Linked DNA regions of Mus musculus: all the other regions are linked to region 1. Evidence: chromatin contacts called from public Hi-C, HiChIP or PLAC-seq and promoter capture Hi-C data. All regions are on one chromosome and are shown on one strand. Each heading gives the region's core, a stretch centred on a gene start, on an enhancer-like site or on the middle of the called end of the contact. The rest is flanking DNA. Distances are from core to core; before and after follow the strand shown. Region 1 holds the start of Uqcc2 (ubiquinol-cytochrome c reductase complex assembly factor 2). Region 2 holds the start of Ube2i (ubiquitin-conjugating enzyme E2I). Region 3 holds the start of Brpf3 (bromodomain and PHD finger containing, 3). Region 4 holds the start of Chtf18 (CTF18, chromosome transmission fidelity factor 18). Region 5 holds the start of Msln (mesothelin). Region 6 holds the start of Metrn (meteorin, glial cell differentiation regulator). Region 7 holds the start of Mettl26 (methyltransferase like 26).

Region 1 (3,242 bases), core at 382-2,881:
CATCCATCTGGCCACCTACCTGTGCTGGGCATCACACTCCTCACCTCTGACCTCTTACCTAAGCCCTGTGCTCAAATAACCTCCTGCCTACTTGACATTCCACTTGGGAGTTTAAAGCCTCCAACGTCAAATGTGCGATGCACTTCCCACACCCCACCTGCTCCATCTAAGTCTTTCCCGTTTCAGCAACCAGCTGCTCAAGCCAAAAAAAGAAAAGGGGAAATCTGGGAGCTGTCCTTGGTTCCTCTCCTTCACCCCACATCCAGGACACCCGCGCTGCTGATGTGACCCGCACATTATGGTCTGCTTTCTGTTACTTCTGTCTCCTGTGCCACTACCATTATCCAAACCACCACCGGCATCTCTCTCTTCCGGTGCTACCACGGCAGGCTCTCTGCAGCTCCTTGTTCCCCAATGCCAGAGCACCAGAGGAACCTTTGAAAATCAGGGCACGTCAGTCCCCTGACTAAATGTCCCCGGTGGCTTCTCCCTTGCTTCCTGGTAAGATCTGACCCCTAGTGCAGGTGGCTGGGCAGTTAAAAAGAACCTAGGTTTGATTCCTAGTACCCACATGGTGGCTCACAACCACTTCTAACTTCAGTTCCAGGGGATCCAATGCCCTCCTCTGGCCCCAGTGGGCACTGCATTAACAGGGTACAGAGACATATCTGTTGGTAAAAAAAAAAAAAAAAAAATCTGTATTGTGCCTGGCTCCTGCCTTCCTTCAGCTTCAAATCTTAGCTGTAGACATGCCACTCACTACCCGTAGGCTTGCTTTCTTTTCTGTAATATGTCAGTTTGGTTTCCTCTGAAGTGCCTGGCCACCCTTCCCGAAGTGCAGTCAGTGTTCACTGTCTCCCTGCCTCGAGACCGACCTATGTGTAACTTCCTCAGGCAAGCCTCAGGAACCCGACTAATGTTACATTTACCACGATCAGAGTACTCATTGGAACTGTCTTATGAGTCTATTTGTTCCTCGTGTCCTGAATAAGAATCCAAAGGCAAAAGGAGAAAGACCTCATCTAATTCACTGCGATTTCCCTGGAAACTAACCTAGTTCTATGCATGCACATGGCCGTGCTTGGTAAGGTAACCTAAACCTGAGTGGGGCGAGAAGGTCTACTACTCACACAAGGGACCTGTGTGGGAGACTCAGTTTCACAGTGACGGAAGGCAGTGAGGCTTAGCTGGAGGTGTCTGGGGATAGGCTGGGCTCGCAGACACATTAACGATGGTAAGGAAGAAACAACCCCGCCTTACAATTTGACTCTTTAGTGGCATCTGGACCTCAGGGCCGCTTCACTGACTACTACACTGTGCAGACAAGGAAGGAAACTGCGCAGAAGGCGTCGCACTCCGCAGCTAACTGCAAGATGGGTACCTCGCGCACGTGCAGCCTGGCAGCGGCCGACGCATGCGCAGATCCCCCACCCTTGCCGCCCATCGCTTCGACGTGCCCACCCTCCTCCCCTCCGGTCACCTGGGTGTTCTCTCCCTCCCGGAAGGCCTGCGCTACCCGCTGCCGCAGGTAAGCGCCCAAGTCCCGGCCCCGTTTGGTCTCGTCCACTGGCCATTCCTCACAGAGCTTAAGGAAACGCCGGTAGCGGAGAGCGGCCATCTTGGGCCCCGCTTGCCCCGCCCCTGGGGGGGAGTAGTCAAGACCGCAGAGGGCGCGTGCGCACTAAGGCGCACTGGCCTTCCCCGTGGACATGCGCAGTTCTACCAACGGCCCACACCCCTCCAGGCAGCGGCGCTGCTCACCTTTGAGAGCGAGGTCTGAGCTCTTCAGCTTCTTGGTTCTGGTACTCGCCCAGCTCCCAGGGGCAAAGCTAACGCGGTGTACCCTGGGGAAAGCTTTGCTCTTCGTTTTCAATGACTTCACAAGCTCGAGACTGAAAAAGCTTCCCCCGAGACCTCTGCTGTTTTGCATAAACGAAACATTTGCATGTAAATACAGGTTGTTATTGGATGGATATGTGTTTGATCTTAACGTCCGTCGTGTACACATACACACACACACACACACACACCGTCCGTCGTGTACACACACACACACACACACACACACACACACACACACACACACACACACACACAGCTGCCCCACTCACACTCATCACCCTGTACTTATCTCTACCACATGGACCTCTGATAGAGTTCTTTAGCTACATCTCCAGCCTCCCGGTCACATTGCTCACCACATGGAGCGGTTTCTTATGAAGAACCAAAAACATTGTTGCAGCCTGGAAATCTTTAAAACAATTTTTTTATAGTGTGTTTTCTTTATTCTAATATGTATGAGTGTTTACCTGCACCATGTACATGTGTCAGTTCTGGGGACCGAACCTGATTCTCTGTAAGAGCAATAAATGCTCTTAATAACTAATTTCTCTAGCTCTAAGAATGAGTGTTTTTATTATGGCAAAATTTAACATAATATATATATCACATGGGTATCATATGTGTGTGTGTGTGTGTGTGTGTGTGTGTGTGATTTTTCTTTTGAGAAAGAAGGTTTCTCTGTGCAGCCCCAGGTGTCCTGGAACTCACTCTGTAAATTAGTGCTCAATGAATGAATGAATGAACAAAGCCACATTCCAAACTAGGTCTGTCAGACCCTAATGTCTCTCAACATTCACAACCTAGGGAGCAATTCCTGGGGTGGGGGTGGGGCAGCTCACGGGACTGTCTGTCTGGCCAGCCCTTGCAGTGTAGCCGGTAGAGGAAGGGAGACCACAGAAGGAGGCAGTGGGCACGAACTTTCCCTGGCACCCTGGCACCTTTCTCAACCTCTTACCACACTTGTACCTCAGGTGGAAGGGAGAACCATTTGCTGCCATCAAGTTACTCCCCCTACAGCCCAAGACAGGGCAAGGGGTCTCGCCACCCCTGACTCCCAAGTTGGCTGTGGCCAGGCGAGTGCTCTTTAAAGCCATACCTGGGTGGGCCCTTGTGGCTTCCAGCCCACCCGGGGCCCTCAATGCCTGGAAGTAGGGAGTAAATGAACCTCAGGAAAGCCACCCAGCTTCATGGCTAACACAGCTAAGGTGAGGCTGTGTTGGGGCTTGGAACATAATGGGGTGATCAGGGAAATTTTCTAGGGGCATGCCTACCAAGCGCCTCACCTTGGCATGGCACTCCAGCCAAGGTTCCCTTTCCTTACCTCGGGAACTGTGGAGAGTGTTCCCTGTTTAAACCACCCACTGATCTGCTCAGATTAAACCCCTCCCTCCGCCTCCTTC
Region 2 (3,242 bases), core at 454-2,953, 1.9 Mb before region 1:
TAAGAGTGACTGGAGCATAGGGCTTCACTTCCAATGTGTCCCTCTTTTCAACTTCTCAACGCACAGGCCTGCCCAATCTCTTTCTCTAGCATCTTCCACTGAAGCAGCTATCCTCATCCAGCCAATCAGATGGCAGAAGATGGCAAGCAAGTCTGGGCAGGGTTTCCTAACAGGTTTCTCTCTGGAGCCCGGGGCCAGTGCTCTGGAGAAAGAAGCCTGGACACCGGGCCACACAAAGCTGTTGGGACAGCTGTAACTGACTTCAGGATAAAGTTGTGTGCCCAGAGAACTCTGTCCTAGCATCCAACTGCAGCTATCCTAAGTGAGAAGAACCGAGAAGCTAGCTCAACTGCTCTTGCCTGGACACTCAGTGTTAAGGAGACAGAACCAGGGAATCACCAAGAGTTCAAGGTTAGCCTTGGCTACAAGAGATCCTGTCTCAAAAACAGGGAGAAGTGAGAGGTGGCTCTTATCAGAACTCTTAAAGGCCTTTTGCCCCACGGTCGAGGAAAAGGAACCCTAGGAGCACCCTGGCAATGATCTAGGCAGAAACTTGGGGGGCAGTGCTGCTGCTCCCGCAAGCACTCCAAAAGCCACTTAAACACAACTTGCCTTCCCAGGCAAACAGTCACTTCACGAGCTAAAAGTTTTGTGATGCAATGACCAAACTAAACCAAACCAAACCAAAAAACCATTCCCCTCCCCACTACTAGAGACAGGAAGGACATACAGGGATGGGTCTTATGACTCCAGGCTTCCTACAGTGTACAGTATTTGTCTGGCGACACCACCTACTTCAGAGCTACTTACCGGTCAGAGAGCCTGTGCAAGGTTGCTTATCTCCGCCCACCTCGGCAGAGGGAACATGGGTACCAGGCACTACGGCTGGCTTGGATAGGGCGAAGCGGCCTCTTTTACTCGAATGCACACTGTAGGCCCTAAGGATCCTTCAGTAAGTATACCACGCTGTTTGTTAAGTTTCCAGTGGCAGAGACAGCCAGAGGAGGGCAGGACTGCGATCACTCACAGCCTGAATACCTTTAGAAAGAAAACAAACTCCCCTTCGACGCCCGTTTTCTGCTATGCAGGCAGGTAACTAACTCATCCACTAAAACAACAGTTCCTTAAGAATAAAGGAAGGTGGGGCAGAGAATATACACAAGACTCCCCCACAAAAACCCAAGCTACAAGCCTAGCGTCTCGGTAACGAACGAAGCCTTCTGATGTGACTCCGGGTGCTTACAGGCCCCGACACGGCCCAGTACTCACGGCCTTCCGCACTCTCACTCGCCTAACTACGGAGCCCAGCACCGCCCAGAACGCGTCTGGGAGCTACTGGGAAGCTCAGATTATCTGTTGCGGGGTCGGCGGAACTCAGTTCGCCAAGAGTAGGGGGGCAGTGGGCCGTGCTCCCAACCCTGTATTCTCCCGTGGCACAGCGGCTGGGCCCTAGTGCCCCGAAGGCCGAGACTCGGAGGCCGCGAGCGAGAGGAGGCCGCCGTGGCTCCGCTCGGCGCCTCCCGGAAGCTCACTGGGAACGGCGGCGAGTCCGGGCGAAGATGGGAGTGCGTGCGCAGGCCGGTGGCGGCTCACCTGGGCGACCGCGGCCCGGACCGTCGCGGCGGCAGAGGCGGCGGCGCTCCTTTGTCTCGGGACTTCCCTCCGCGCCCGCCGCGCGCAGCACGGAGCGCAGGACCCCAGCGGGCGGGGCGGGGCCTGAGCTGGGCTGCCCGCCACACGCCTGCTCAGCTTACCGTCCCTCCCGTCCGGTGGCCTACGCGTCTACTTAAACACGAGCTTCCCGCAGCCCGCACGCGGCTGCCGCGCCCTCGTTGCCCGCGACCGCCTAAGGAGCCCGAGCCCAGGGCGCCTGTCCAAGCAGGCGGTGCCCTGAACGGCCGCACTCTTAAAGGGGCCGCGTCCTAGGCTCGAGGGAGCGTCTGCAAACTCCTCTTCGGGATGAGCGCGTCCACTCGAGGACACATCAGAGAGTCGTGTGAGGAAAAAGAAGCATAGATTCCCAAGGGTCATCCGGATGCTCAGAGGGCACCTTCCCGGGCACAGGCTCTGGAGGTATCCTTGGGCTCAAGGCCCGAGTCCCGGGAGCAAAGATCACTGAGGCCTAAACATCCTGGGAATCGTCGCAGTACGGTGACGATCCCCGGAACTTAGCGCGCTGTGACACTTTCTGCAATTGGCCAGCTCAGGAACTTGGGCGGGGTGAACCTCGAAACTATCCAATGAACTAGCCTCATACAAAGGGCCAAACGCAAGCAAAACCGACGGGGAGAGAAATGTGGATGCTCCCTAACCTACGAGTTAGCCCCCTAGTGGGGGAGGGGAATGGGCCTGCGCCGTGGGGGAGGGGCAGCACCCGCGGACCCCCCCCCCCGCGCGCGCGCCCCAGGCCTCTTCCCTGTGCCGCACCCCACACCTTAGTTCCACCTGAAACCCCTGTGCGGCTTCTGCTGGCCCCGCTGGACACGCTTTTGTCACGCCGTGGCCTAGTCCAGTTTCCTCGGCCAGTCCTCTGCAACCCAGCTCGGATGCTTCCTCACCGACTCACCGACGGGACGGGTACTTAGAACCGTCGGCTGGCCCCCTGGTGGCCATTCTGGCGCCTGCTCCTTTTTTTTTGGCACGTGCTGGAGGCCTTTCGGGGCCAGTTGCAGCCAACAAGGGCTTCCTGGGAATTTGGACTATGGGTCCAATTGCTGCCAGGGACTCCAGTGTTCATCTGTCAGTATCTCCGTCCATCTACTCACCACTCTCTCCTTCCTTCGTTCTCCTCTTACCTTTTGAGGTTGTTGGGTGCCCCAAAACAGGAACTAAGGTCCCATGCCCCTTGCCCACAATTGTCCAACATTCCCTGGAGCTCACCCTGTTAATTCCTCCTGTTCGTAGCCGTACTGTTTAAGAGTTAAGATCACAGTGAGCACCAGATCCTGAGGGACCTTGGTCTCTCATTGGGGCTGAGTTGTAGACAAGGTCGGCTTAGATACAAGTTCCTGACACACTAGATCTGTACCCCCAACAGATCTGGTTTGGATCCATCCCAGCCTGCAAAACAGCTTCCAAGTCTGGTGGCTCCTGGGCACTTAGGGATGTTGGCCTGTGAATTGTACCATCTGGGACCAAAGTTATCAGCAGATTGTCTGGGGGCTCTCATTTTGTGGCCGGTGGCTCTGAGTGGCCCAGTAATCTTTTTACTTTGTTTTTTTAGTTTAGGGTCCTATGCATTA
Region 3 (3,242 bases), core at 435-2,934, 1.7 Mb after region 1:
TCAGGTCATGCCCAGAAGCAACCGCGAAGAATAAAAGATAAGGAGACACAAGTCCTATGTAAATGTTTATATTTCATTGTAAAAGAACAAGACGTGAAATTCCTATTTGTTCCTCAATTTTTTTAAAGCTAAAAGTAATTGCAATATTTTCTTCCTCTAGGGCCTTCCCTTCCACAATTAATCTTTCCACACCTTCCCTCCTGTGATTATTCCCCCAAGCTTTAACAACAGTTGACTAATTCACAGCATTTCTGCTTCAAAGCTTTCAAAACACTGTGGGGTGGGGGTGCTGGCGGAGGCGATTGCTTGGCTCCACAAGCCACGCCCTTTCCTTCTTAAAAATTGGTTATTTTTGCAGTATGTTATTACCATCTATCAAGAACACACTCCTGTAAGGAAACCCAACTTCCATGCTTCACTCAACTGGTAAATTCTCAACTCTTAGGATGCTGAACACCTATACTTCAATGTAAATAAAAACACAAGGTTTGGGCCGTGAGAAATGTTTATTCTCTACTCTTTCAACTGTAGTACCCAGGTCCTGGATACCAGAGCCAATCGAGCAATTGAAAGTCTCACCAGCCGTTCGTGTAGAGGAAACGCTTTCAAAATATATCATTCATCTTCATCTTCGATAGCAGTTTATCCATATATCCTTTATAAGCATCATTAAGTATTGGTGCTTAAGATCTCTGTCACGAGGTAAGCTTTCAAATTTATAGGTACATGCGCTCGTGGAGGGGCAAAGGGACCTTTTCTTCTATTTATTTTTTCTTTTATTAGAACAAAAGGCAGCTTGAGTACACTTCAAAGTCTGGGAGTTGCTGTTTGACAGGCAGGCTGCCTTTGAGAAAGCCGTTCAGTGCATTAAATTAACCGACTCCTGGCCAAATCAAATTCAAGGGGAAAAGTATTTCCCATGCCTAGAGTGACAAACGGAATTACGAGGCACGCTTAAGCAGACTGTCAAACTTTTATGTTTACTTAAAAAAAAAAAAACTCCACACAGATGGAAAAGTCTGGTCCGTGGCAGCCTTGTGTGCCAGGAGAGGCTCACCTGTACACACACCACAGGCACGGGTCTTTCCCGGGCTGTCCGCACTGGGGGAGGGGATGGGTGGACATCGCTAGACCTTTGTCCCGGGGGCCTGGGGAGGGACGACTTTCTGGAGGCTTCGCAGCCACCTGCACTCTGGGAAGCCACACACAGTGTGGCCCTCCGGGGTCGTCCTGGGGCGAGCTTTGTGGGTGGGTGGGAGCATGGGCGTTCCCACCTCGGGGGCGGCGGGTGGCCCCACGCTCTGGCTGGGATGGGGTGAGCCACCGCTCCGTGGATTCAGAGTGGGAACCCCGACTAGATCAGCTCTGGGACAGGCCCAGGGTGAAGCGGCCCCGCCGCGTCCGCACCGCCACCGTGAGGCCGTGCCGGGGACGGTGCCCCGTGGAGGTGGCGCTGCCGCTTCGCGCTCATCTCCCCGCCCGTCTCCCCGCCGCCGCTGCCGCCGCGCCGGGCTGGGCTCGGGCGGGGGCATCCGCTCCGGTCTCCCCGCGCTTTCGCGCTCCCGCTTCGCGTGCGGCGGCTCGATCCGGGGAGGGAGTGAGGGAAGGGGTGGAGGTGGCGGGGGGAGGCCGAGGGGCGGATCCTGCCTGGGGGCTGATCCCTCCCTCCCCTCGGCCGGGCTCCGTGGCGGGCGGCAGCGGTGGTGGCGGCGGTGGCTCCATTCCCCCTCCTCCCCCGGGAGAGGCGGCCGGGCCCGGGGAGACGGAGCGGAGGGCCGGAGCGGGAGGAGGCCGCGCTCCCTCAGCCGGGCCGCGCACGGAGCTGCTCGCTCGCCCGGCCCGCTCGCCCGGCCGCTCACCCGGCCGGCCGCGCTCGCGCTCAGGGGGCCCCCGAAGCTAGGGGCCCGGCCGGCGGCTGAGGTAAAATGGGGGCGGCGGCGGCGGGGCCGGAGCGAGCGGGGGCGGCGGGGGCCGGCGGGGAGCGAGCGCTGCGCGCGAGGGGGCGGCCGGGGCGCACAGGGGTGTCCCGATGGGGCGTGGGGGTGACGCGCGACCTCTCCCCCGGAGCGAGGGCGGCGACGAGGCCGGGAAAAGCGCGCGGAAGGGAGCTGCAAAGCGAGGACCCCCTCCCGCACCCGCCATCTTGTTTCTCCCCGGTCCTGGCAGCCAAACGGCTAAGCCCCGCCCTCCCCGTGCTCCCCTATTGGCCTGGCTAGACCAGAGTCCCGCCTTCAGGGGCCGCCCTCGGCGCACGGGTTCCCCCTTGACGGGCAGGTTGGGCGGCCAATAAGTGCTTGCATCTCCGCGTCCTCCCCCCCCCTCCCCACCCCTCCGCCGTTCGCTGGCGCTCGCTTTCTCTGTGAGGGTCGGACTCTGCGTCTATCTGTGGTGCGCCTACCCTCTGGGTTGTTTTTTTTAGGGGGAGATATTTCTCTTTTTTCTCCTTCGGGGGGTGTCGTGAAGATTCCACTGGAAGAGGAGTCCCTTTAAAGGGACAGAGACCTTGTCTGGAGTCTTACCTGGTCTCATGAGTCCCTTGTGTGGCGTGCAGGGCGGGTTCCGTCCAATTGTTGAAACTCCTCATTCGGGGGCCAGGGTGAGGTGGTCGAGTTGGGGATCCCGGGTCGCTAAGAACGTCTCTGAAGGGGGCTGTTGGGGGTACTCGGCAGTGTGTGTATGGGAAGAGTTGTGTACGTGAGGAAACTCCCGCCAAAAAAAAAATACCAACCCTGGTCTAGTTGTTAGCTCCTTGTAGGCGAAACTCTTGGTTTCCCCTGGCAGTAGCCCAGCTGGGTCCCATGGGTTTGCCCCCTGTGATCGCATCGCGGGAGCCCCGAATGGGGATGGAGACGACTTCTGAGACTACAGGATGGGGTTCTTGTAGATTCTTCAAAATCGATACTGAAGTGTGTGTTTCCTCTCCAGAGGCTGCTTGCCTTTGGAGAATTGGGGAATGGAATCTGTTGGCTGGGACTACTTTTGAGACCTTGAGGTTGGTACGGGATCTCGTGCCCTCAGGGCTTCGGGTTGAACAGAAGTGCGGTAAAGGTCCTTTAGCTCCAAATGGTGGTGTATGCCTGCCTCAGGTTGCTCCACAGCCAGGTTAACTTAAGTCACACCTTGGGACTGAGAGGCCTTTACACTGTGGTTGTCAATGGTGACTTATTGATCATCCTTAAGAAGTAGATATTTCTGCCCTTGCTTTTATTACATTTTTATTTTTTTTAAATTTTATGTGCCTG
Region 4 (3,242 bases), core at 323-2,822, 1.4 Mb before region 1:
GACTCAACACATAAACTCCCCACTCCACTAAACCTACCTTGCTATCAACTTGCTCCTTCAGGGAGGCGAAGGGGACACCCAGCAGGTCCAGTTGGCCACAGCCTCGCCAGTGGACATCTAGAAGAGGGTTCTGGGCAAGACAGATTTATCATCTCTATAACCCTCCCAGGTCATGGAGGCATCCACAGTGCCCTTCTCTCCCCACCCCCCAAAAAAGGCTGACAGAGGGACAGAAATGACCTTTCCTAATTAGAGAGGGGATGGATATGGCCCTCAGATGGGCCTGGTCCAAGGGAAGTCAGCTTTAAGGTGAAGAGGAAAAGAAAAACAGAAAGCTAATATATGGGGTACAAGGCGGCACTCTAAGGCCACGTAGCCTCAAAAGTAGCACTGCTGTTTCCAACACTGGACTACCTGGCGTGCCTGTTTCTAGCAATTCAGATAGGTGAAACTGGCCTCAGAACCTGCTGAGAGCCTATTGGCAACATAAAAGAACCAATACCATGGCAAACCCCATGCTATGGCCACACACCTGCACCCCAGGGCCTATGAGGTCAGCCCGAAGCACCAAAAAGGCCCGTTCTCCACTTGTGGATGTCACATTGATATAATCTTCTAAGATAGGAGGCCGTCTCAGGACAGGATTGCGATTTCGGGGACTTGGCAATGTCTGCATGAGGTCTTTGTCAGCATTAGCATCTGAATACCTAGGAGAGACAAGCAGCTCCCTGTCACTCTCAAATGGGGTGCTTGACCCACACTCACTCCTCTTGCCGTCCCATAGACATCCACTTCCAGAGCCTCATGCAGGGACAGGCAGCTTTCCAAGTCAGAATTACATGCCCTTAAGCAACACACCCAGCATCCAACATCTCAGGGAAGACCTCTGGACTCGGTGGAGGGGTAATGTCCCCAGGAGGGGAATCTGGATATAAGAGCTCCTCCATATCTGGCTCAAAGTTCAGCTTCTTCACCACGTCCAACCTGGGTCGTTTGACCATGGGGCCTGCAGAGACAGAGGCAGAAAGAGGTGAAAGAATAGAAAACTGATCCTCAGAATTCCCCGACTTTAAGTGCTCAGTCCCCAATCGGACATACTGGAGGGCGCGGGCTGGTCCCTACGAACATTCTTTCTAGTATTGCGGTTGACATTTCCTGGCGACCCTGCAGGGCAGGGACGCGGGACAGTGTCCCCACCAGCGATGGCCTCTTCGAAGGTTAGCGGAGGGCGGCTCGCTGGAGTTTGGAGGGTCCCAGGAGGAGCCTGGTCCCGTGTTCCTGCTGAGACAGAGGTTGATAGCAGCAACACACATTAAGAAGCGAACTCCCAGCCGTTACCAATCCCATCCACACAGCTCTCCATGCTGCAGCAGGATGCAGCCACGACCCAGGACCCGCGCCCACCTTCCAGCTCAGCCAGCACTTCGAGCTCAGCTGCGAACTGGTTTTGGAAATCATCCTCCACACCATACAGATCTTCCTCGTAGTCTTCCATGGAGCCAGACCACAACTCCCACAGCTCAGAGTCCCTCAGAACTTCCCGCGCCGCCGCCACCGCGCGCTACCCCGCCCCGAGAGCCTCCAATACCGCCAATCAACAGCCGACGTTCCCAGAGGCGCCCGCCATTGGCCAGCGGGGAAGGGCGGGTCTTACTCCCAGAGGGCGGGAGGAGAGGAATAATAGTTCAATGGTTGGAGTGGAGGATCAAGAACGCTTTCTATTGGCCTGTACAGTAAGTAATCCGTGGGGGAGGCGGGGAAATAGGTGGGACTAAAAAAGCGCGTGCGCAGACTATTCGGGTAGGGCCTTACCATTCTTCAGTGGGCGGAGCTCCAGGCCCGGAATGCCATTGGCCAGTACGACCATCCATTAGGAAAGTGGAATGGGCAGGGTGAAAAGGCGGAGCTGCGCGCCAGCCAGGCCAAGACCTGGTTCCTAGTATAGGGAAGCGAGGTTGGATGCAGAGCTGAGAATTGACATCCTGGTCCCTTGGCCCTGTTGCAGGTAAGTCCTAAAGGGTCTGCCTGTGGTCACAGGCTGGTGGGAGGCAAGTTAGGGAGCGCTTGAAGTCCTGGGTGGTCCTGGGCAATAACCTAGCGTGAAGTGTGTAGGCGTGAGCTGGACAACCAGGCTGTTTATTCCACTTCAAGTCAGGGAGAGCTCCCTAACCCTGAGTCCATGGCAAGTCAGAATCACCTGACCTTGGCCAGACTCCCATTCCGGAGCTGACACCCCTGGCATGGGCCCTTGTGGAAGACATAAAGGGTTCCAGCAGGTTCTGGCCCCAGTAAGTGTGTACAGTACTTGAAGACCAGGTCAGGCACCCTCCTACCCCAGGCTCACTCCCACCTGCGTGCAGCCCCACCATGGAGCCTGGCAGCATGGAAAATCTGTCCATCGTGTACCAGAGCAGCGACTTCCTGGTGGTGAACAAGCACTGGGACCTGCGCATTGATAGCAAGACCTGGCGGGAGACCCTGACCCTACAGAAGCAGCTCCGACACCACTTCCCAGAGCTGGCTGACCCTGACACCTGCTATGGGTTCAGGTACACAGCCAACATGGAGAGCCCCACTGCAGCATCCTTCCAAAGGATGCTGGGACACTGGACTCTGCCACAAAGGTGCTAACCAGAGCACCACAGGGTCCAGCCACTGCTGCTCTTCTGCCCGTTCCCAGGTTCTGCCACCAGCTGGACTTCTCCACCAGTGGGGCACTGTGCGTAGCCCTGAATAAGGCAGCTGCGGGCAGTGCTTATAAATGCTTCAAGGAACGGCGAGTCACCAAAGCCTACCTGGCACTGGTAAGTCCTGGCCAGTTCCTGGGATGCTGTGTGGAGACCCAAGGCTCACAGCCTACTCCAGCAGGCCTCTCAACTGAAGCTCCGTGCCAGGCTTATGTGCCTATCTAGAGCTCAGCCACATTCCTCTCAGAGATGACAGTGTGGCCCAGTGAGCTGCATGTGATGTCCTTGCTCGACAGGTCCGAGGCCATGTCCAGGAAAGCCAAGTGACGATCAACTATGCCATTGGCAGGAATAGCACGGAGGGGCGGACGCATACCATGTGCATCGAGGGCACTCATGGTAATAGTGGTTTGTTGTGGGGGCCATGGGCATGTCTCCAAAGCCTGCGTGAATGGGAACGGCCAGACAGGTGGAAATTGGAGTTGGCTCAGGCTCTAGGGCTGGCCCAGTGGGCCCTTACACTTTAGTTTTCATCTAGGTTGTGAGAACCCAAAG
Region 5 (3,242 bases), core at 420-2,919, 1.4 Mb before region 1:
CCCAGAAGAAAGGCATTCAGACCCCAGGGAGCTGAGCCCCCAGGAGATACACACACCTAGTATTCAGTTAGGCAGCAAGAGGGGCTCTGAGGGGAGCCACCAGCCAGGACCAGACCCTGAGTTGGCATGAGGGTGAGCAGTGGAATTCTAGAAACTAGTCACAAACCTCCTAGCCACCATGTATCTCCCTCAAACCATCATAGTATAGGTGGGGACCATAGTGGGAGACTGACCTGATGTCCCCGGAGTGTAATGTTCTTCTGTCTTACAGCCATAGCCAGCCCCTTGGCTTGTTCCATGCTCAGGTCAGATACCTCCTCACATGTGAGGCCAAGAAAGAGGCCTGTGGGGAGACTGGGGACAGGGCTGGGATCTGAATCCAACACTGTCCCTCTGGAAGTGCCTGCCTGCCTGCCTGCCTGCCTGCCTGCCCAGAGCCCTTCCTTCATAACCCTGGGCTTCTCATGACCCTCTTTGGGACAAGTGACAACCTGAGGGACAAGGTACTTGGGCCCTGGGACACAGTCCTTCCCCTAACTCTGAGCCAGCCAGGTCAGGAGGGAGTGGGTAGAGATCAGACAAGACAGAGAATTTGGGAACCTGGATGTCTGGCACTTGTTCACTCAGCCCACAAGGGCTCCTGATCGCCCCCAAAGGTACTGAACCCACCTGGCAAAGTCAGCGGCACCGTTCACAGCATGGAGGAGTGTGGCCTCCTAAGGGAACAAGGTCTGACTGACATTTCCCAAGCAGATAGGAGCTTCTTTACCTTAGAGCTTGGTCTCAACTGTCTGAGAGCAAGGTCCAGATACTGTCTGAGTCTGGCTACCTCTGGGGCCAGGGACTTAACACCCAAGGGCTCCACTGTCTCCAACTCAGCTCCTTTCAGGGCCCAGCTACATCCTGGGTTCTGCCACTCTCTGGGATCAGCAACTCTGCCCACAGCCCTCTTTGAAAAGTGACACTAAGGGATGGTATGTATTCATGTGTAAAGTACCGAAAACATCACTCCGTACCCCCAAGACTAGAATAGAAAATCCTTCTGTTTCCCTCAGAGGACCTCACCTGGCTTGTCTTTGTAGTCTGGGTCTGCAGACGTGGTATCCACCCTGTGAGCCAGAGGGTACAAAGCTACAAGAGAGGCCGGGGCAAAACTGGGCTGCTCTCTGGTCCCAGCCCTCTGCACAGCCCACTGGGTGTAGAGAGAGCTAAGGCCTCTCACCCCATTGTGTCATAGCCTATGCTCTGTAGGCCTAGGGATCATTCCTGCTCGGAGTGTCCCCACTTTCCAGGCCTTTCACTGTTCTCAGTCCTAACCCTCCTGGAACGCAGGTCACCTAGCAATGACCCAAGGAGAAAGCAAGCTCCCAACTCATGAAGGTTCCTTAACCACTTCCTGGGGATCAGCCCAACCCATACTCACCAAGACTAAGGAGAAGCAGTAGGAAGCTTCGGCTGCAGATGGGACTTCCACAGGACCCCAGCAGGGGTCGAGCTGTTGGCAAGGCCATGGTCTGTGGATAACAATGACTCTGAGGTCCCCACTTGTCCCACCCCTCAACCCACACCACTGTTTGGAGACAACGAAGGGGCTTTTGGGCCTGGGAAAGCAGCTGTCCAACTTCTGTGAGCACCTGCAGTAGTGTCTACTAGGCAGACTCTCCACACTGACCGCTTGCCAGGCCCGCCCCTAGGAAAACCAGCCCTCCTATAGGGAGGGGCACTGGGTCTGAGTCAGTGGGGCACCTCTGCTGTGAGGCGCAGTGGACAGCTGAGTTCACCCTCCAGCCTCACAGGGCAGGGCAGAACTGGAAGTATAGGACAAAGAGACAGGGCTATCTCCTGCTCCGGTTGTTACGGGTTCGCCGTTTGTACCAGGAGCACTGAGTGGTTCAGGCTGGGAATTACGCAGGACCACCCCTGGGCCTGAGGCATGGGACTGGAGGTATCTGTGACTTGCACAAACACATGGCCCCATCAGGCTGACCACGCTGTAGAGGGGGGTGATGTCTCTTCCATAGATCAGTCCCTTTGGGTGACATGGCTTCTATGAGAGTTTTTCAAGCTCTGGTGTGATCAGGATAGCAGGTAAATAAATGGGTACCAGGCAATCCAGTGTCCCCTCTGGGGTGGGGCTCAGGGGCTCTGTGGACAGGGTGAGTGCGGAGCTGTTCCCCTCCTCAACATGTGTGGAACTGTATTCTAGCTGACTTTATCTCAGGTCTCTCTTGGCCCCCCCCATTGCTCAGAATATGGACTTCTCATGCCCCCGTATGTGAGTTACCTGAACAACCCAGCAGTAGGGATTGTCTGGGGAGACCTCACAGGCCAGGAGGCTCCTGCACTAAGAAGCCCCTGAGCAGGTAGAGCAAACTGTGTACCAGGAGACGATGTGTAGGATAGGTGAGCCCAGGCAAGAAACATGTCTTAATGTCTCCCCTCAACCCAGGAGACTATGAAGCCTGCAGCCAGCCTTATGTCAATCAAAACCTGTCTATCAGCCTTAGTGTGAGTTCCTTAAGAGCCTCTACAAGCAGCATCAGGCCCTGGGATCTGCATCTTTCACACCACATCCTAAGAGATGCAGATGGGAGCCACTGTCCTATAGTTATGTAGAATTCAAGATTCTGGTACCCACTTGTCTCGGACAAAGGACGCATCTCAGTGTGAAACAGAAAAACCCACAGCAGTTCCATGGCATTGTGGTATGGGGTCCCAGGACTGGAGGAACACAGGAGAGTCGTTCAAATGTACCCCACCCCTTACCATCTATGATCAGCATCGATCAGCATCCACTGCCCACCCCTTATTGCCTATGGTCAGCATCAGCATCCACTGCTCAGTTATCGCCTGTGATCAGCGTCAGCACCCCCTGCTCAATTATCACCCACACACCTGCTGAGCACCAATCTATGCCAGGCCTTGCTGGCCCTGTCTAGGACTCTAAGATAGGACCTAGCCATGGAGAGAGCTGACCCTGGTTTTCCTTTATAGCCAGGCAACATTGTCCCTTATTCCCCAGAAGGCTCCTCAGCATGGACTGTGAGGGGAAGTGGGCGTTCTCCCTCCAGTTCCCTCCAGCTTGGCAGGTGAGGGGTTACAGTTAAAAAAAAAATCACAGCCTCTCTCTGCTTCTTTGCCTGGCGCTGTCTCTACAGCCACATGCAAAGCCTCCCCCCAGCCCAGTCGAGGGCTAGCCCTGAGTGATAGGAAATGAAGTCAGACCACATTCCTTGCAAAGG
Region 6 (3,242 bases), core at 487-2,986, 1.3 Mb before region 1:
GGCCAGTGGTGGGCACGTGGGAATGTGAGGCAGACCCTAAGCTCTCCCGCAACAGAAACACTCACCAAAATCACTGGTGCATGCAGCCAGGAGGAGCTCGGCATCACTGCAGGGCCTGCAGGCACCTAGCATGCAAGGCAGGTCATCAGCCAGGCCTGTGATCTCTCAGCACGAGCCCACAGCTCCTCCCAAGAGGAAAAGGTACAGGAGCAAGAGACTAAACCCTTCTCCCAGCATCCTATAGCCTGAAGACACCCTGCAGGTACATGCCTACTGATGGGCACCTCAGTGCCTCATACACAGGCTTGGTACCATCTCATAAACTCAGACTAACACTGGGAAACGTTCTGTGACCTCCCAGCTCTAGCTAGGGATATTCTAGTGGACTCCAGTTCGGGGGGGTCTCTAGCTAGGGCAGAACAGTCAGAGAGCCATTCATTCCCTGCAGGGTCAGGCTACAAGTTCCAGAAGAGCAAAGCACTGGGCCTGGTGCCCTGCAGGGAGGCAGGGCAGGCAGTCTCCATGGTGACGAAGAGGCACACTGGACTTTTGTTGGCTGGGCTTGGGGGGAGGGGAAGGAGGTCACCACCAGGCCAGGGAGCCCTGGACAGCCTTGGCCATAGGCTTTGATTCTGCCTCAGCTTAACCCTTCCCCCAATCCTTCAGAAACCAGAGACCCAGGGCTGGCCTCTCGGGCATTTGCCCCCTCCTGCTCTTTTCCTAAACCGAATCTTTTAAGAGGAGGAGGAGAGAAAGGCGGGGGCACTTCCAACTCACCTCCTTACGACCTGGAAGCCACTATGCTCTCCACCGGAGTGGCCTCTGTCAAGCTACAGAAGGACTCTCCATGCAATGGGGTGGCAAGGCCCAGTCCCATCAGGTCAGTGTGGAGGGCCAATTTCTGACACCCAGCCAGTCTCATAATCACTCACCATCCACACCAAGACCTTGAGCCTGGGGAGACATTTCTGCACGTTGGTCCTCGTGCAGTTCAAAACGGAAGGCAGCAACTCTGCGGCTGATGTCGCGGTGTGGTGTGGCCTGCAGGAAAAGGGCTCGGCGCTCGCGGGGACCCCAGCGCATGCAGCGGCCCCCAGCCAGGTCCGGGCCCTCGGCCAGTAGCAACTCTAGATTGCCGGTCATACGTTCAGCGAAGACCTGGGCACCAGCGAAGGGCCGCTCTGGGCGCAGACAGACGATGCTGGGCCGTGTGCCCGGATCGGGGCCGCCCAGGGTCAGGCGCAGCGCCCCAGCTGGGTACAGCCACTCGATAGCGCCCTCAGTACAGTCCAGGGTCAGCTGCCCCACGCTGCCAGGCTCCTGGGTCAAACCGCTGGGGACAGGACGGTGGTTCTCAGGTGGGTGACCCTCGTTCCCTAGCCCGCTCATCCCTTTTCCCGCGGCTACCAACATCTGCTTCTACTCTGTGTAACAGGACATTGAAGTCTGCGTTTCCTCAGTTCCAAGTGGGAGGGAACCCTCCAACCCAAGAAGTAAATAAAATAAAATAAATAAATAAATAAACCCACAACCCTCCCCGCAGTCCCTCCTGGTACCTGCCCCTCCAGCTGCAGCGGTCTTCCGAGTAGCCAGCGTGAGCGGACGCGGCCAGGAGGCCGCAACAGAGCGCGCAAAGAAGCGTGGCTACCAGCATGGTTAGGGGACGCGCCGGGGCCTCGGACTGCTGCCCCGGGAGGGTCGGGGCCGCAGCGCGAGCAGCCCGCGGCGCGGCTGCCCGGCCCGGCGCGTCCCCACAACCGGCGACCCCTCGCCGCTGCCCCCTCTGAGCTCCGGGGCTAGGGGGCGGGGCCTTTGCTCTCGGACCAATCGCCACAAGCCGCAGAACTTTCCTCCAATTGCAGCACCCTCGAGGGGGTGGGGCGGGCTCAAGGCGGGAGCTCGGTCCAAGGCAGGGTTGATGTAGAAAGCGCTCCTGTTTCCCCATTTGGAGATCCCCAATAGGAACGTTTGGTGGGTTGGTGGGGTTCGCTGTCGACTGGAATCTGGAAGGCTGTCCACCCCTTACCTTCAGTGGACCTCGGGGCAGTGGGACTTTGTAAGAGAAGTAGTAGAGTCTGCAGCCAAAATCTGAACACTGGTATCCTGCTGCTGGTACTTAAGGAAAAGAGATTAAAACCCCTGTGTTACTGCATCTCATAAGGGAGGGTACAGAGGGCCTGGAGCATGGAGCTAGGCCAAACCTTCGGTTTGGGGAAAAGAAAGAATACTGGCTAGGTCTGGAAGGAGTAGCGTGGGTAGTGTGGATCTCCTTCTGCCACCATACATTCTCAGACCTAACTACACACTCCTCCAATGTTAAATGGATACTAAGAAAAAAATGAGGCGTTCTAGAGGACCTGCCTAGGGACCCACCTGACTGACAAAGCCTGGTAGTCTGCCGGTGCCAAAGTACAGGCCATTCCTACAGTCAAGATCAACCGAAAGGGAATCAGAAAGATATCCCAGGCAGCCTGAGGATGTAGCTAGGTTATAGAGCACCTACCACACAGGCATACACCCCTGGCTTTGATCTTTAAAATAATGTTAAACTGAGAGTGTAGTGGGTCTTGCCTGTAATCCCAGCGGGCAGGAAGTAAAGGAAGCAGCTCAGATGTTCAAGGGCATCCTTGGCTCCATAGTGAATTCAAGGACAGTGTGGGCTACATGAGAACCTCTTTTTTTTGTTTTGTTTTGTTTGTTGTTCATTTTTAAAAAAATATTTTTATTAGATATTTTCTTTATTTACATTTCAAATGTTATCCCCTTTCCTGGTTTCCCCTCTGAAAATCCCCTATCCCCCCCCCCCCGAGAACCTCTTAAAATAAAATAGAGCCACTGTGAAACCCCCCAATGGGGAAGAGCTTCCTTGGAGCAGCTTGTCCTTTGGATCTGACCGAAGGGAGGGTGGAGGAGATGGAAAATAGAAGAAGAACCTTGGCAGGTCCCCAAGGATCTCTCTCTCTCTCTCTCTCTCTCTCTCTCTCTCTCTCTCCCACCCCCAGGGCTCTGTTTCTGGATCCTCCAGGTTCCGAGTGAAACCCTTCCGGTTGGCCTGGACCTGCGCTCAGAGACAGATGAGATCCAGTGATCCCACTGGCAATCTGGGGAGGAGCTTCAAACACTGACTACTTTCTCCTTGCCTCCCAGGCCCTCTTTGACCAATAAGAAGGCTCAGATGGCTCCTTGCCCCAGTCCAGAGAGTCAAAATGACACAAGGTGAGAGTGACCAGAACTTTCCTGAT
Region 7 (3,242 bases), core at 214-2,713, 1.3 Mb before region 1:
CGACCTCTCCTGAACTTGGACATATGGAAGATGCTCACACCCCCAGCTCCTCTGCCCAAAATCCCACGAATAATCTATGGGAAAAGCAAGCCAGGTATGCAGAGGCTGAGGCTGTAAAAGGGAGAGTCTGACTCAGGTCCAGTCAAGGTCACTACCAATGTCAGACATCCATAACCATCTGTCAGGGGCTGCTCAGAGTGGGTGAGGGGTTGGACTTCAGGACTTTCCCCGAGTCTGGACTGATAACTTTTCAGAGGCATTTCTAGAGTGGCCACCCTATATCTCATCCTTGGGCCATGTCACTCACATAGTTTAACAGTTTGACTACACTCACACCCCTGGTCACTCCGGCTGAATAGACACCTCAAACACAGCCCCAAGCAGGAGCCATGTTTAACCCTGAGCTCCATGATGTAGTATGGGGCAGAGTAGCCCACGCAACCTTTGAACTAACTGTTGGCAATCAAGCGTGAACGTCTCGGACATTTTCTAAAATCCAGCCCCTGTGAGAAATGAACCACTTCAAACCACACAAAGGTGAGAATCAGAGAAGTACCCTTGTCCGTGCACTTGTCGCTTCGAATTTCATTTCAATAGTCACTGACCGCCTCCTGCTATCTATCCGTGGACCTCGAGCTAATGCCAGCCGTCTCAGCGTCACACAAAGCTCATCTGAGCCCAAAGTGTCCCAGACCCGAGGATTCCTGCATCTGGGTTCCCCAAGCTCCATTCTGTTACCGCCCATGCCCACAAGGCTTGGCTTGTTGAACCTCAGGACCTGAGCGCGACCTCAGGCTTCCAAGAGATCGCGACCGCTATGGTTTCCATGGCGCAGAACCAAATCCTGTCTATAAATCTCACGGTACCCACATTTTCTCCTTTCCCTTGGACGACAGCAACAACACTTTGGGATCTGGTGGGATATGTTGTTCTGCAAACGCTTGCCAATAGAGAAACGGAGCGCAACAGAAAAGACACAGGCATAATGCTGTTACATTAACATGCTTGCGTCACAATTCGTATGCCCTACGGACTGCAGTCTCGCTCAACAGCGCCGCTGGTGTAGTGGTATCATGCAAGATTCCCATTCTTGCGACCCGGGTTCGATTCCCGGGCGGCGCATGTTCTTTTTATTTTCCCGTTCATCTCTGAAAAGGAAGGATGCCTTGCAATCTTAAACACCATTCCAAAAAAGGTGAGGCGCAAACGCAACAAATGAGCTTTTAAACAAATACAGCTGAAAGACTCCAGGAAACCATAGCCTCTACTCGAGCCTTGTTCCTTGTCCGAAGTCACCGCTAAATCCCGGCCGCCGGAATCAGTTTCCCGCAGATGCAAACCCTTTTAGGAGTTGAGAGGCCTCCTAACAGTTATACTGTTGCAAGCGGCTGGCCCTTTCGACCACAACTCCCGTAGTGCCCCGCGCAGGAGCTGGACCACAGCTCCCGTGGTGCCCCGCGCGCATTCTGGCTGGGGCTGGCCGCACCGCTGCGATGATGATGGCTGCGGCTGCTGAGAGAAACAAGGAGCCCATCCTGTCCGTACTCCGCCAGTATGTGGATCCTGCCCAGCGCTGTGTTCGCGTGCTCGAGGTGGCCTCGGGCTCTGGACAGCACGCGGCACACTTTGCACAGGCCTTCCCGAATGCCGAGTGGCAGCCGTCGGACGTGGACCAACGCTGCCTGGACAGGTGCGGCGGCGCGGTGTCTTTCCCTTGCGGCCGCTTGGGGCTGAGTGAACGGCGGGGCTGGCAGACCGGAAATCAGGACAGGCCTAGGTTTGGGTGCCAGACTGAGGTAGTAGAAGCAATGGGCTGTAGGGTCGACAAAGATACCCGCTTGCTGCTCCTCAGGACTTTCCCCCCACACCCCGATCACTGAGGGGCCTCGTCAGCCCTTGCCCATGCGCTGCTGCTCTCCACAGCATTGCCGCCACCACCCGAGCCCAAGGGTTGTCCAATGTGAAGGCTCCGCTGTACCTGGACGTGACCTGGGAGTGGGAGCAATGGGGCGGCATCCCACCCCGATCGCTGGACCTGTTGCTCTGCATCAATATGATCCACATCAGCCCCCTGAACTGCACAGAGGTGGGGACCACTGTGGAGCCCAGCTTTCACGTTGCAAAGAGGAAAGCATGAGTCTCCAGCTCCCGGCTTACTGTGCCCTACTTGCCTTCCTCTGCAGGGGCTCTTTAGAGCAGCAGGACACCTGCTCAAAACCAAGGCTGTGCTGATCACCTACGGGGTGAGTGACCCTACCTTAAGACACCCCTATCAGCCTTGGGTGTTTCCCCACTCTTGAAGCCCAGGGCCCGGGACCTAGCTAGCCCTTTTCCTTCTTGAGTGCAGAAAAAAGTTATTCTTTCTATACTCCTATGGAAAGAACTCCATCCTATCCTGCAAACTAGCTGTGTGGGAACGACTGACTTTGGGCCTATGTATTGTGTCTTGTTCTCACAGCCCTATGCCGTCAATGGGAAGATCTCTCCCCAGAGCAACGTGGACTTTGACCTGACCCTCAGATGCAGGTCAGATCTGGCTAGGAGGTAGCTTGGCTCAGAGAGAGGGTAGGCGGGATCATAACCTCAACTCTGCAAATGCCTTCTACCTTCCTCCCCAACTGCAGGAACCCAGAGTGGGGGCTTCGTGACACAGTCCTTCTGGAGGAACTAGGCCAGGCCAGTGGCTTGGTCCTGGAGAGGATGGTAGGCAGGGCGATGTGGGGGTGGGGAGCCTCCCTGTGATTAAGAGTCACTCCAGCCTGGCATGGTGGCGCACGCCTGTAATCCCAGCACTTGGGAGGCAGAGTGAGTTCCAGGACAGCCAAGGCTACACAGAGAAACCCTGTCTCGAAAAAACCAAAAACAACAACAACAAAAAAAAAACCAAGTCACTCCAGCAAAGCGTTTTTCCAGGTGGACATGCCAGCCAACAACAAGTGCCTGATTTTTCGGAAAGAATAGCATCTCTGTCAAAAGTTGTCACGGTACAAGCTAGACCTCAGCCCCTCCCTCAGTCCTTGGGATAAATTAGCCCCTCCTGGTCTGGTGGCCACAGGGCTGTAGAGAACCTGTTCTGAAGGGGCCTTAAAATAAATCCTTTCCAGCCCACTGTGGGCTATCTATACCACATTGCTTGCTGGGAATACCTGGGAGAGGGCGAAAGGGGACCGGTCTGGGAGATGATTAGGGCTTGGGGTGGGTGTAGCTGAAGCAGGACTGAGCTGACTTTCTCCTATGTCCCT

Evidence for each region. Promoter capture Hi-C pulls out the DNA fragments that hold promoters and counts their contacts. A called contact is a pair of places that touch in the nucleus more often than the background predicts. HiChIP or PLAC-seq counts read pairs in DNA pulled down with a chosen protein or histone mark. Capture Hi-C pulls out chosen DNA fragments and counts their contacts.
Region 2: a Hi-C map of B cells shows a contact between it and region 1, with 6 read pairs. The contact joins the promoter of Ube2i here to the promoter of Uqcc2 in region 1. A contact is called at or near these places in 2 of 39 promoter capture datasets (both in liver), 1 of 484 Hi-C or Micro-C datasets (B cells) and 1 of 9 other capture datasets (liver).
Region 3: a promoter capture Hi-C map of pre-B cells shows a contact between it and region 1, with 4 times the contacts expected there. The contact joins the promoter of Brpf3 here to the promoter of Uqcc2 in region 1. A contact is called at or near these places in 1 of 39 promoter capture datasets (pre-B cells) and 1 of 9 other capture datasets (liver).
Region 4: a contact with region 1 is called in a promoter capture Hi-C map of liver, with 3 times the contacts expected there. The contact joins the promoter of Chtf18 here to the promoter of Uqcc2 in region 1. A contact is called at or near these places in 2 of 39 promoter capture datasets (liver and pre-B cells), 1 of 115 datasets of contacts at active chromatin or transcription factors (pancreatic cancer cells) and 1 of 9 other capture datasets (liver).
Region 5: a FOXA1 HiChIP or PLAC-seq map of pancreatic cancer cells shows a contact between it and region 1. The contact joins the promoter of Msln here to the promoter of Uqcc2 in region 1. A contact is called at or near these places in 1 of 39 promoter capture datasets (liver) and 1 of 115 datasets of contacts at active chromatin or transcription factors (pancreatic cancer cells).
Region 6: a contact with region 1 is called in a promoter capture Hi-C map of liver, with 2.4 times the contacts expected there. The contact joins the promoter of Metrn here to the promoter of Uqcc2 in region 1. A contact is called at or near these places in 1 of 39 promoter capture datasets (pre-B cells), 1 of 115 datasets of contacts at active chromatin or transcription factors (pancreatic cancer cells) and 2 of 9 other capture datasets (adipose tissue and liver).
Region 7: a promoter capture Hi-C map of pre-B cells shows a contact between it and region 1, with 2.8 times the contacts expected there. The contact joins the promoter of Mettl26 here to the promoter of Uqcc2 in region 1. A contact is called at or near these places in 2 of 39 promoter capture datasets (embryonic stem cells and pre-B cells) and 1 of 115 datasets of contacts at active chromatin or transcription factors (pancreatic cancer cells).

The regions. Positions count from the first base shown.
Region 1 is chr17:27,132,260-27,135,501 of GRCm38.p6, forward strand. It overlaps Uqcc2 (ubiquinol-cytochrome c reductase complex assembly factor 2), which reads right to left and starts at 1,632. Exons shown (of 4, transcript NM_026063.2): 1 at 1,481-1,632. The coding sequence starts at 1,618.
Region 2 is chr17:25,271,728-25,274,969 of GRCm38.p6, forward strand. Ube2i (ubiquitin-conjugating enzyme E2I) reads right to left here and starts at 1,704. Exons shown (of 7, transcript NM_001177610.1): 1 at 1,594-1,704. Gm17801 (predicted gene, 17801) reads left to right here and starts at 2,397. Exons shown (of 1, transcript NR_027452.1): 1 at 2,397-3,242.
Region 3 is chr17:28,799,442-28,802,683 of GRCm38.p6, forward strand. Brpf3 (bromodomain and PHD finger containing, 3) reads left to right here and starts at 1,685. Exons shown (of 13, transcript NM_001081315.1): 1 at 1,685-1,920.
Region 4 is chr17:25,725,843-25,729,084 of GRCm38.p6, forward strand. Chtf18 (CTF18, chromosome transmission fidelity factor 18) reads right to left here and starts at 1,573. Exons shown (of 22, transcript NM_145409.2): 1 at 1,405-1,573; 2 at 1,099-1,278; 3 at 859-1,006; 4 at 533-707; 5 at 38-130. The coding sequence starts at 1,495. It overlaps Rpusd1 (RNA pseudouridylate synthase domain containing 1), which reads left to right and starts at 1,875. Exons shown (of 6, transcript NM_028009.4): 1 at 1,875-2,005; 2 at 2,361-2,549; 3 at 2,681-2,804; 4 at 2,984-3,086; 5 at 3,226-3,242. The coding sequence starts at 2,368.
Region 5 is chr17:25,752,709-25,755,950 of GRCm38.p6, forward strand. It overlaps Msln (mesothelin), which reads right to left and starts at 1,670. Exons shown (of 17, transcript NM_001356286.1): 1 at 1,635-1,670; 2 at 1,424-1,514; 3 at 1,066-1,109; 4 at 670-716; 5 at 234-354. The coding sequence starts at 1,511.
Region 6 is chr17:25,795,309-25,798,550 of GRCm38.p6, forward strand. Metrn (meteorin, glial cell differentiation regulator) reads right to left here and starts at 1,737. Exons shown (of 4, transcript NM_133719.2): 1 at 1,557-1,737; 2 at 933-1,333; 3 at 66-125. The coding sequence starts at 1,654.
Region 7 is chr17:25,874,037-25,877,278 of GRCm38.p6, forward strand. Mettl26 (methyltransferase like 26) reads left to right here and starts at 1,464. Exons shown (of 6, transcript NM_026686.2): 1 at 1,464-1,690; 2 at 1,924-2,086; 3 at 2,184-2,243; 4 at 2,459-2,526; 5 at 2,625-2,703; 6 at 2,914-3,127. The coding sequence starts at 1,494. The coding sequence ends at 2,961. It overlaps n-TGccc7 (a tRNA gene), which reads left to right and starts at 1,052; the gene lies at 1,052-1,122.